Regions from separate parts of the Sus scrofa genome. Here region 1 is linked to region 2. A link is a contact called in public Hi-C data. All regions are on one chromosome and are shown on one strand. Each heading gives the region's core, a stretch centred on a gene start, on an enhancer-like site or on the middle of the called end of the contact. The rest is flanking DNA. Distances are from core to core; before and after follow the strand shown. Region 1 overlaps MAML3 (mastermind-like protein 3). Region 2 overlaps MAML3 (mastermind-like protein 3).

Region 1 (3,950 bases), core at 1,239-3,738, 130 kb before region 2:
CCTTTCAAAAAACAACAAAACCAGATTCGCACCTGGACTCATGCCTTTTTTACAGCACCACAGAAAGATGAAAAGTATTCAAAAGAACACTATCGTTTTTTTTTTTCTCTATCTGAAATCTGTACTGTTGAATTTCTAATTACATTTGGAATAAGTTTAAAGTCTGCAAAATTATTCCAGTTGAGGCCATGGAGTGGGAAAACTTACATAGAAGTAGAAGCAGAAAGTACAAATCATGATTTGTAATAAGTCACCATGGGAAAGAGGAAGATGAGTTAACTTCCATATCAAATTTATTTTCATGATACATTCCCAAATATTCAGAAGATTACGACTTCAAATACTATAGGGCTAGAGGTTCTAAATACTGGACCTAAAATCAGGAGGCAGACCCAGGACATGTCATTGTCATTAAGTACTTATTAAGTAGCAACTCAGCTCTAACACTGTGTCATTACAGGGCTGCCTGTAAAGGAGCTTACACTCTGGAGTCGGAATATTCACACAACACAGAAAACAGAAACATCATGAACACGGTTACATGCATCCCTAGATTTGTTTACTAGATGTACTCAAACCATCTTGGCAGACAAGCAACTTGTATGTATTAGAATTCCCCCTCAATGACATGGTAGCCTTTGTCCAGCAGAAACCCAGCCTCCTCCCTCACCAGCAGCACCAGCCCCTTGAGCAAGTGCCGGCAGAGCCAGCTAGAGATGCTTTGTGGTGGCAGCAGCAGAGCAGTGCAGGGACAAAGCAGCCAGCTCCAATGGGGGACTGAAGATCCAGGAGCCTGAACTTTGAATAACACAGTTCCACTGGGTTGATGCTTCCACTGACCAATTCTTTCTCAAAATTCCTCTCTGTCCATATACATGATGACCTAAGCTTCTAGAGCTGGAGGGAACTTTGCAGGGGGGCCCACAGGAGTTACTATGTTCCCCTGAACTGGTGCTATAGCACCAGGACTTGATGTCCGCCCCTGGGCCTGTCCTGTGTTGAGCCTGCCACACTAGCTTGGGGCACATTTGGAACTGATGTTAATTAGCATTGCTTCTTTGGGTTAGGTCTGGGTTACCCTACGAGAACATTTTAGGTGGAGCTCTTGGACAGAATTCCAAATATACTGGGAGGGAAGCACCTAGTGAAAGAAAAATATAGAGCACACCTTAGGTACAAGGAGGAAAGGTACTAAGTGGTACTGAGGGGTAGGGGATAGGGCAGGGAGCGGTGTGAAAAAGAGAAGCAGAAACAAAAGCTCTGGGATGGCTGGAGCCAAGGGACTGACGCCTGTAAGGCCAACAAGATCAATCTCTCTTTCTGTGTTTGGGGACAACATTTTGCCAGTGACATCCTCCAAAGGAGACTGAGAGACTAGCCTTTGTCCTGAAAGGGTCTTTAAAAAGTACCAGATTCAAGTTCTAATGTGGCCACACATGGGGCTCTGTGTCCTAGGAAATGTCTTAAAGCATCCTCTAAGCTCGGTTTCCATATCTTGAACAATAAGGGATTGGCATTTTTTTTTTTTTTTTTTTTTTTTTGGTGGCGCTCACAGCAAGCAGAAGTCCTTGGGCCAGGGATCAAACCCTTGCCACAGCAGTGACCCAAGCCACAGCAGTGACAATGCCAGATCCTTAACTTGATGAGCTACCAGAGAACTTTGGGACGGGCTCCCTGAATTAAGTCTGTCCCAGCTATAGGATTTCTATGCTGGAGAGCTTGAAGTTCCCCCAAGGAAAAGTTTTTTGTGTCCATTACAAATGGCTTTAAGAGTTCTGTCAACCCAAGCTTTCTCCTCTCGCTGTTCTCCTCAGCACAAGCAAGAGAATCACTTAAAAAGCACTGTAAGCCACAGGTAATGGGCAGAAGAGAAGAGAGAGGCTGTAAATGAGCTCTTTAGAGCCAAGCCCTATCAAGCCATTATTAATGCTTTACACCAGCCAGAATGTGGAGGCACGTATTTATTTCAGAAGCCTTTCTGAACATGTACCTGGCCATTGAAATTCACAAGGCATTTGTTATCACGTTGTGTTTCTTATTAACAATGGCACAGCAGCCAGGATACATTGACAGTTCTCTCCAAGCCCCAGAATATTGGGGGAGGGAATGTAATTCAACAGCACCTTCCCTTTACTTCAGACCGATGGGCGAGCACTATCCCCCTCATTCATGCCAGCCCCCCAGTATTTTTCACTGTTACATCAAGAACATGTAACTCCCAAATCCACAGTCACACTGTCCATTTTAAAGGCATCACATCTTATGTCCTTACTTCTTTGAAGCTCATTAGAAGCTGGACCTTCTGAGCATTTACCTAAGATCCTCTCCAATCACTTGAATCATAAAACCAGGAAAGAGAGGAAGGGGCCGTGGGGGCGCGAGGAGCAGGAAAAAGAAAGAAAATGGGATGAACAGAGGCTGAGGGAGACTGGCTATGGAGTGGGGGTGAGACACCGCTACCCACCGCAGACAAAGAACACTAGACACAGAAGGGAGACAATGAAGGCTCAGAGCAAACGCAGAGCAGAGAGAGCGTGGGGGTGGGGGGGGCAGGGAAGCCCCCCAGCAGCCCCCTCCCCAAACCCGGGCTCGCCTGGTGCCAGCTGATGGCTCACAACAGCTGCTCCGCTGCGGAGGAGAGACTCACAGTCATTTCCTGGCTAAGAGGATTTCTACCGTTTTAATTAGTTTTGCTGTTTTGGGTTTCTTTTTCTTTTTCTTTAAGATAAGAAATAACACCTCTCCATCCCCATACTCCCCTGGACACAGCTGTATTTTCAACCATCCAAAGAACAAACAATGATTTTGATTTCTTTACTACGAGTTGAGGATTGCTTGTGAAATCGAATAAATAATTAAGAGGAAGGAGGAAGTTCAGCAAAGTAGTTCAAATCTGTGCTCCTCTGAAAAACACAGGTAGAAAAACTGGGGTCCTCCGTGGAATGGGGTTGGGAGACAGGCTGCTGACATCTGTAAATTAACCTTAACCTAAAGGCATCACCTCCCTTTGTCCTGTTTGGCTGTAGTGACGACAAGACAATGCCGAGGAGAAGAATTTTTTAAATATTTCACTCCTCCTCTTGCCCCAAAAAGATCTAGAACAGGTTAATTCAGTCCTGATTCCTAGTCATCCCTGACAGAAAAAGAACTGGGGATTTCACAAGTAATATGTGTAAAATCTTCCTTAACCTAGAAAACATTGTGGGTGGGGGGAAATCACCTCAAAACTGAGATCTAAAACTAAAACATGGAAAAGAGGAACGCTAACAGTGCAGCTGCTAAACAGCCACGGTAGGATGCTGCAAACGTGTTCACCACAGGACTAGATCTCTCAAAACCCACTGTCTGTTTACAAACAAAGCACTTACTAAATAATACCCCAGGTAACAGATGATGATAGGAATAGGGTTTGCTCTTTTAAATAACAACAGATTGGGGGGAAAATTCCCATACCATCAGACCACAAATTAAATGAAACTTCACTTTTAACTGGAAAAAACGCAGATCTAGCTGGGGAAGCTGATTTCCGCCCACCCTCCATTCTCCCAAAAGGAGATTAGAAAGAGAAAACAGAAAAACATATGTCCTAGAGATGAATTTTGGTAATGAATGCTATAAACATTCATAGGGAGATACGCTATTTCACAGGTCTTCGAAAAAATATTTTAATATGCACACATGAGTCAAACACTCTGCAATAAAATGCATTCATGTTTCATTGTTTTTATACACTGCAGGAAGGAGTTGAAGTCTTGTCACTCACCTGACGAAATCTGATCTCTCTGAAATCTCTCACCCTAAGGTGTTAAAGATGTTGGTGCTGTGACATAATTCCACCTCAAGTCATCTTGTGGGAAACACAGGTCAGTTTTAAAGCACCAGGTGGGCAAACGGTCCTTATTTAATTACCCAACCTTGAATGATAGGTGGGGTGCTTAGAGGCTGCCACT
Region 2 (3,928 bases), core at 687-3,186:
TTGCTTTTTAGGGCGCACCCTTGGCACATGAAGTTCCCAGGCTAGGGGTCTAATCAGACCTATAGCTGCTGGCCTACGCCACAGCCACAGCAACACCAAATCTGAGCCATGTCTGCGACCTACACCCCAGCTCACAGCACTGCCGAATCCCTAACCCACTGAGCAAGGCCAGGGATCAAACCCACAACCTCATGGTTCCTAGTCAGACTCGTATCCACTGCGCCATGACAGGAGCTCCGAGGTGTTCACCTATTCTTAACACCCCAAATGTCTTATCATTTCTTAACTTTGCCCCTTCCCCTGTCTCCTGCTTTCCTTTCTAGCTGTTCCCCTATTTGTCCACTCCCCCCCAACTTTCTCTACCAGCTTTCCCTCAGGGTATGGGAGAGGCTGGAATAGTTGTAGCAAAGCCTCTAGGAGTGGCTGTGGTTGGCTCCTTGGTGTTCAGGGCACAGAAAAGAAAGAGCCAAGTGTTTTTCTTCCATCTCATCAAGGGAGAGAAGGTAAAAAGACTGCTCCCCCAACTCAAGAAACTCATGAAAGTAAAAGTCAAATACCTCTCCCCTGACAGTAACTGGTGAAAACAACTATCAAGAAAGATTGAAAGGATGTTCACACCATCAAGGAGCTTCTACAACCCCACCAGCAAGTAAACAGCAAAGGGACCCTACCCGTTCCTCCCAATGCTCTGAATCATCCAGAGCCGGGCATCAACTCTCGCGCCCAGAGTGCTACAGCCAGTGCCCGGCCACTTGCAGCACATTTGTGACAGATCTATTTTCTTCCACTTCAAACAATTTTCTTTTCAAGGCCAGGGATCCCAGTGTAAAACGAAGGCTTGGAAAAAAAACACCAGTTCCCCAAGAAGAGCATTCAAACATAATCTCTGATTAGTCATTAGCAGAACATTGCAGAAATAAATAAATATACATACACATACATATGTATGTCTTTTTCCAGGAGATTCGGCCTTGGGAATGACATCTGTTCATGAGAAAAAGAAATGTCCTCATCCCAACAGCCGAACACAGCCTTTACGGCTGTTCTGCAAAAAAGGGGGTAAAAAAGTCCCAAGGAGATCAAGAATAGGGCGCCATTTGGTGCTCCCAATCGAGTACCAGCACCACCCATGTTCTCCTTTCAGCTCCTGAAATAAAAATATTCTCACGCACGCAGAGCACAATAGCACGGGCTACTGCCCTCCCTCACGGAGTGTGATTCTCTCGGAGGCTTGCCTTCTGCTCTGTTTGCAGGCACCACTCTCCCAAGGCCAGGGGGCCCTTCTGCATCTTCCCTTACACTTCGGATCAAGAGGAAAGGGACCAGAATGAGTGACCCTGCCTCCACAGAGGTTGATGTCATCAAGGATTCAGGATGACTGCCCAACGCCGGCCGAGGTGGGGCAGAGTCATGGGGCGGCCAAGGAGCCCCTTCTAAGGAAAGTGGAGTTAATCAGTCTTTTTATGCACACACACATGCCAGCTTCACACATTTGAAAAATAAACCCATGCTAAGCAAAGGGCCTATTTTAGCATCATCTTATAAAAACTAGATAGACGGGTAGCAGCAGCCCTCCTTTGGAGCAATAACACTGGCCCTCACTTCCTTGCTGGTTTTAGCTTGTCCAGCCTTAAGAATGAAGAGGGAATTGCAAAGTGCTTCTGAAAAGAGCTAAAAACAAAACAAACGATGATCACTCTCCCAAGAAGGACTGGGCTCTGATGAATTAATGCATCCGTAATAATTCCTCGGCATTCCTGCAGAAAATGTCCCTTTGGTAATGTAGCCCCTGGGCTGCTGTGGGAAAAAGATCCCAGTTTCTCCTTGCTGAACAAATGATCTGATTAGTGTCCAAAATAAGGAGGCGTGCACGCTCCCCAAGCCTGAGCTTTTCCGAGTGGCCTGAGTCAGCCACCGTACAGCACGGCTTGGCCTGGAGCCAAGAGCCCTCCTGCCAAGGAGACTACAAGTTTCTGAAGAGCCACCACAGGCCCGATGCCGGGAGAGTCACCCAAACAAAAGCCGGCCACCAAGTTCAACAACTGGCTTGCAATGCACCATATGCTCCACAATATTGTCCTGCTGCAGCAAGGGGCCTGTGCGCGGGTTCCCGCGTGCTGCACAGCTGTCAGCCCAGGAGCCGTTTTATCATGATTTCCACTGTTTTATTACTTTTCTGGGAATTCAAATCAGTGTAACCGCGCTTGATGCACCGGGTGAAAAATGGTGTCTCCCTCCCCCTCCTCCTTCAACCTAATGAATTGCCTTTTTTCATATCAAAGAGTAATGAGCACCAAACCACATAATATTTATTCATGGAACAAAAGACAGAGGAATGGAGGGGGTGGGGGAGGCAGAGGCAGCTCCTGGGTGTGGAGGGAAGAAAAGCTGGACGTTTTAAAGGCGTTCTTCACTCTGATCCCCAGCGACGGTGGGTTCCGTGCACAGGGAAATGCAAACCCTTCCGCTCTCCCCAGTCCCTTGGAGCCCACTTTCCAGCTAGACAGACCCTGGTCTGTGCCCAGAGATCCTGCTGCCAAGACTGTCGGTAACCAAACGTAAGGCACCCCCTAGACCTGACGGTGAGCTGTCTACACATTTTCTTTCTGAGTAAACTTTCCCCAAAGCCTCCTCTCTTCTGTCTCATGAGCGTTAAAACAGTATATTGCAGAACAGTCTAGATAGAGCCCTTTTTTCCTGGCATCATCCTGACCTCCATTGTGGACGGGGCATGACTGGCCCAGGGAGAACGAGCCGGAGAAACCATGGCGACCCCGGAGCCTTATCTGCTCCTTTCTTTTACGTAGATGACCTAATTTTTACCTGTTCCCCCTCCCTTCTTGCCATAGTCAATCTCTCGCACTCTGTTCCACAAGTTTTCGATCCAGAAAACAGAAAATAAATATACAATCAGACAACAGGAGGAATAACCTCACCCAACCCCTGGTCCATATCCTTCTTTCTAGACACTGAGACAGTTTAATTGTCCCCTTGGCAAAGAATCCCTAAATTGGGAGGGGGCAAGAAGGACAACTAAGCCAAATTAATGCTGAGTGAACCATGTTTCTTGAAGGACAACTCCCCCTCTGGGCGCAAGGCACCAAAGCGAAAGGAAAACTCTAAGGTAAGATGGCTATTAAACAAAGGTCCCTCCAAGACGATACATGCTCATGCTAAGAGAGATTAAAAGGCGCTGAGAACAACATAAGGAATTTTTAACACCAGTGGCTGAGTTGCTATTTCTTCCTCTGATATCATCACTCAGTATCTTTAATTTCTCCATTTAAAATTCTGTGTTGGCGTTTCCCCTGTGGGGCAGTGGGTGAAGGATCCTGAGTTGTCTCAGCATCGGCTCAGGCCGCTGCAAACCCAAAGGTTCACTGCCACCCAGCACCGGTGGGTTAAGGATCTGGCATTACCTCAGCTGTGGTGTCCGTCGCAGCTGCAGCTTGGACTTCATCCCTGGCCTGGGAACCTCCATATGCCAGAGGTGCAGCCAAAACAGAAAAAAAATTCTACGTTTTATACACACCACTATATATAAAATAAAAGGCAATTACCCACTGTATAGCACAGGGAACTATAGTCAATATCTTGTAATAGCCTGTAAATGGAAAAGAACCTGAAAAAGAATATATATGCATATATTTATACATGTGTATGTAAATATATAACAATCATTTTGCTATACCCCAGAAACTAACACAATGATGCAAATTAGCTATTCTTCAATTTTAAAAGCGGTTAAAAAATTCTGTGTTGAGGAGTTCCCATCATGGCTCAATGGTTAATAAATCCAACTAGGAACCATGAGGTTGTGGTTCGATCCCTGGCCTCGCTCAGTGGGTTGAGGATCCGTGAGCCGTGGTGTAGGTTGCAGACGTGGCTCGGATCCTGAGTTGCTGTGGCTGTGGTGTAGGCCGGCAGC

The links. Hi-C and Micro-C count contacts between places; a contact is called where the count stands out from the background.
Region 1: a Hi-C map of omental adipose tissue shows a contact between it and region 2, with 2.0 times the contacts expected there. The contact joins two enhancer-like sites. A contact is called at or near these places in 3 of 47 Hi-C or Micro-C datasets (alveolar macrophages, embryonic fibroblasts and omental adipose tissue).

Annotation. Positions count from the first base shown.
Region 1 is chr8:87,022,904-87,026,853 of Sscrofa11.1, reverse strand. All of the region lies in intron 1 of MAML3 (mastermind-like protein 3), which reads right to left. Among named protein-coding and RNA genes, the nearest start is that of MAML3, 150 kb to the right of the region's middle. Within about 2 kb of position 2,488, at least 9 of the 83 cell types and tissues checked have an H3K27ac peak or open chromatin away from gene starts, as enhancers often do. A contact at or near this core is called in omental adipose tissue, where this site is marked.
Region 2 is chr8:86,894,584-86,898,511 of Sscrofa11.1, reverse strand. The region is part of intron 1 of MAML3 (mastermind-like protein 3); the gene reads right to left. Among named protein-coding and RNA genes, the nearest start is that of MAML3, 17 kb to the right of the region's middle. Within about 2 kb of position 1,936, at least 16 of the 83 cell types and tissues checked have an H3K27ac peak or open chromatin away from gene starts, as enhancers often do. A contact at or near this core is called in omental adipose tissue, where this site is marked.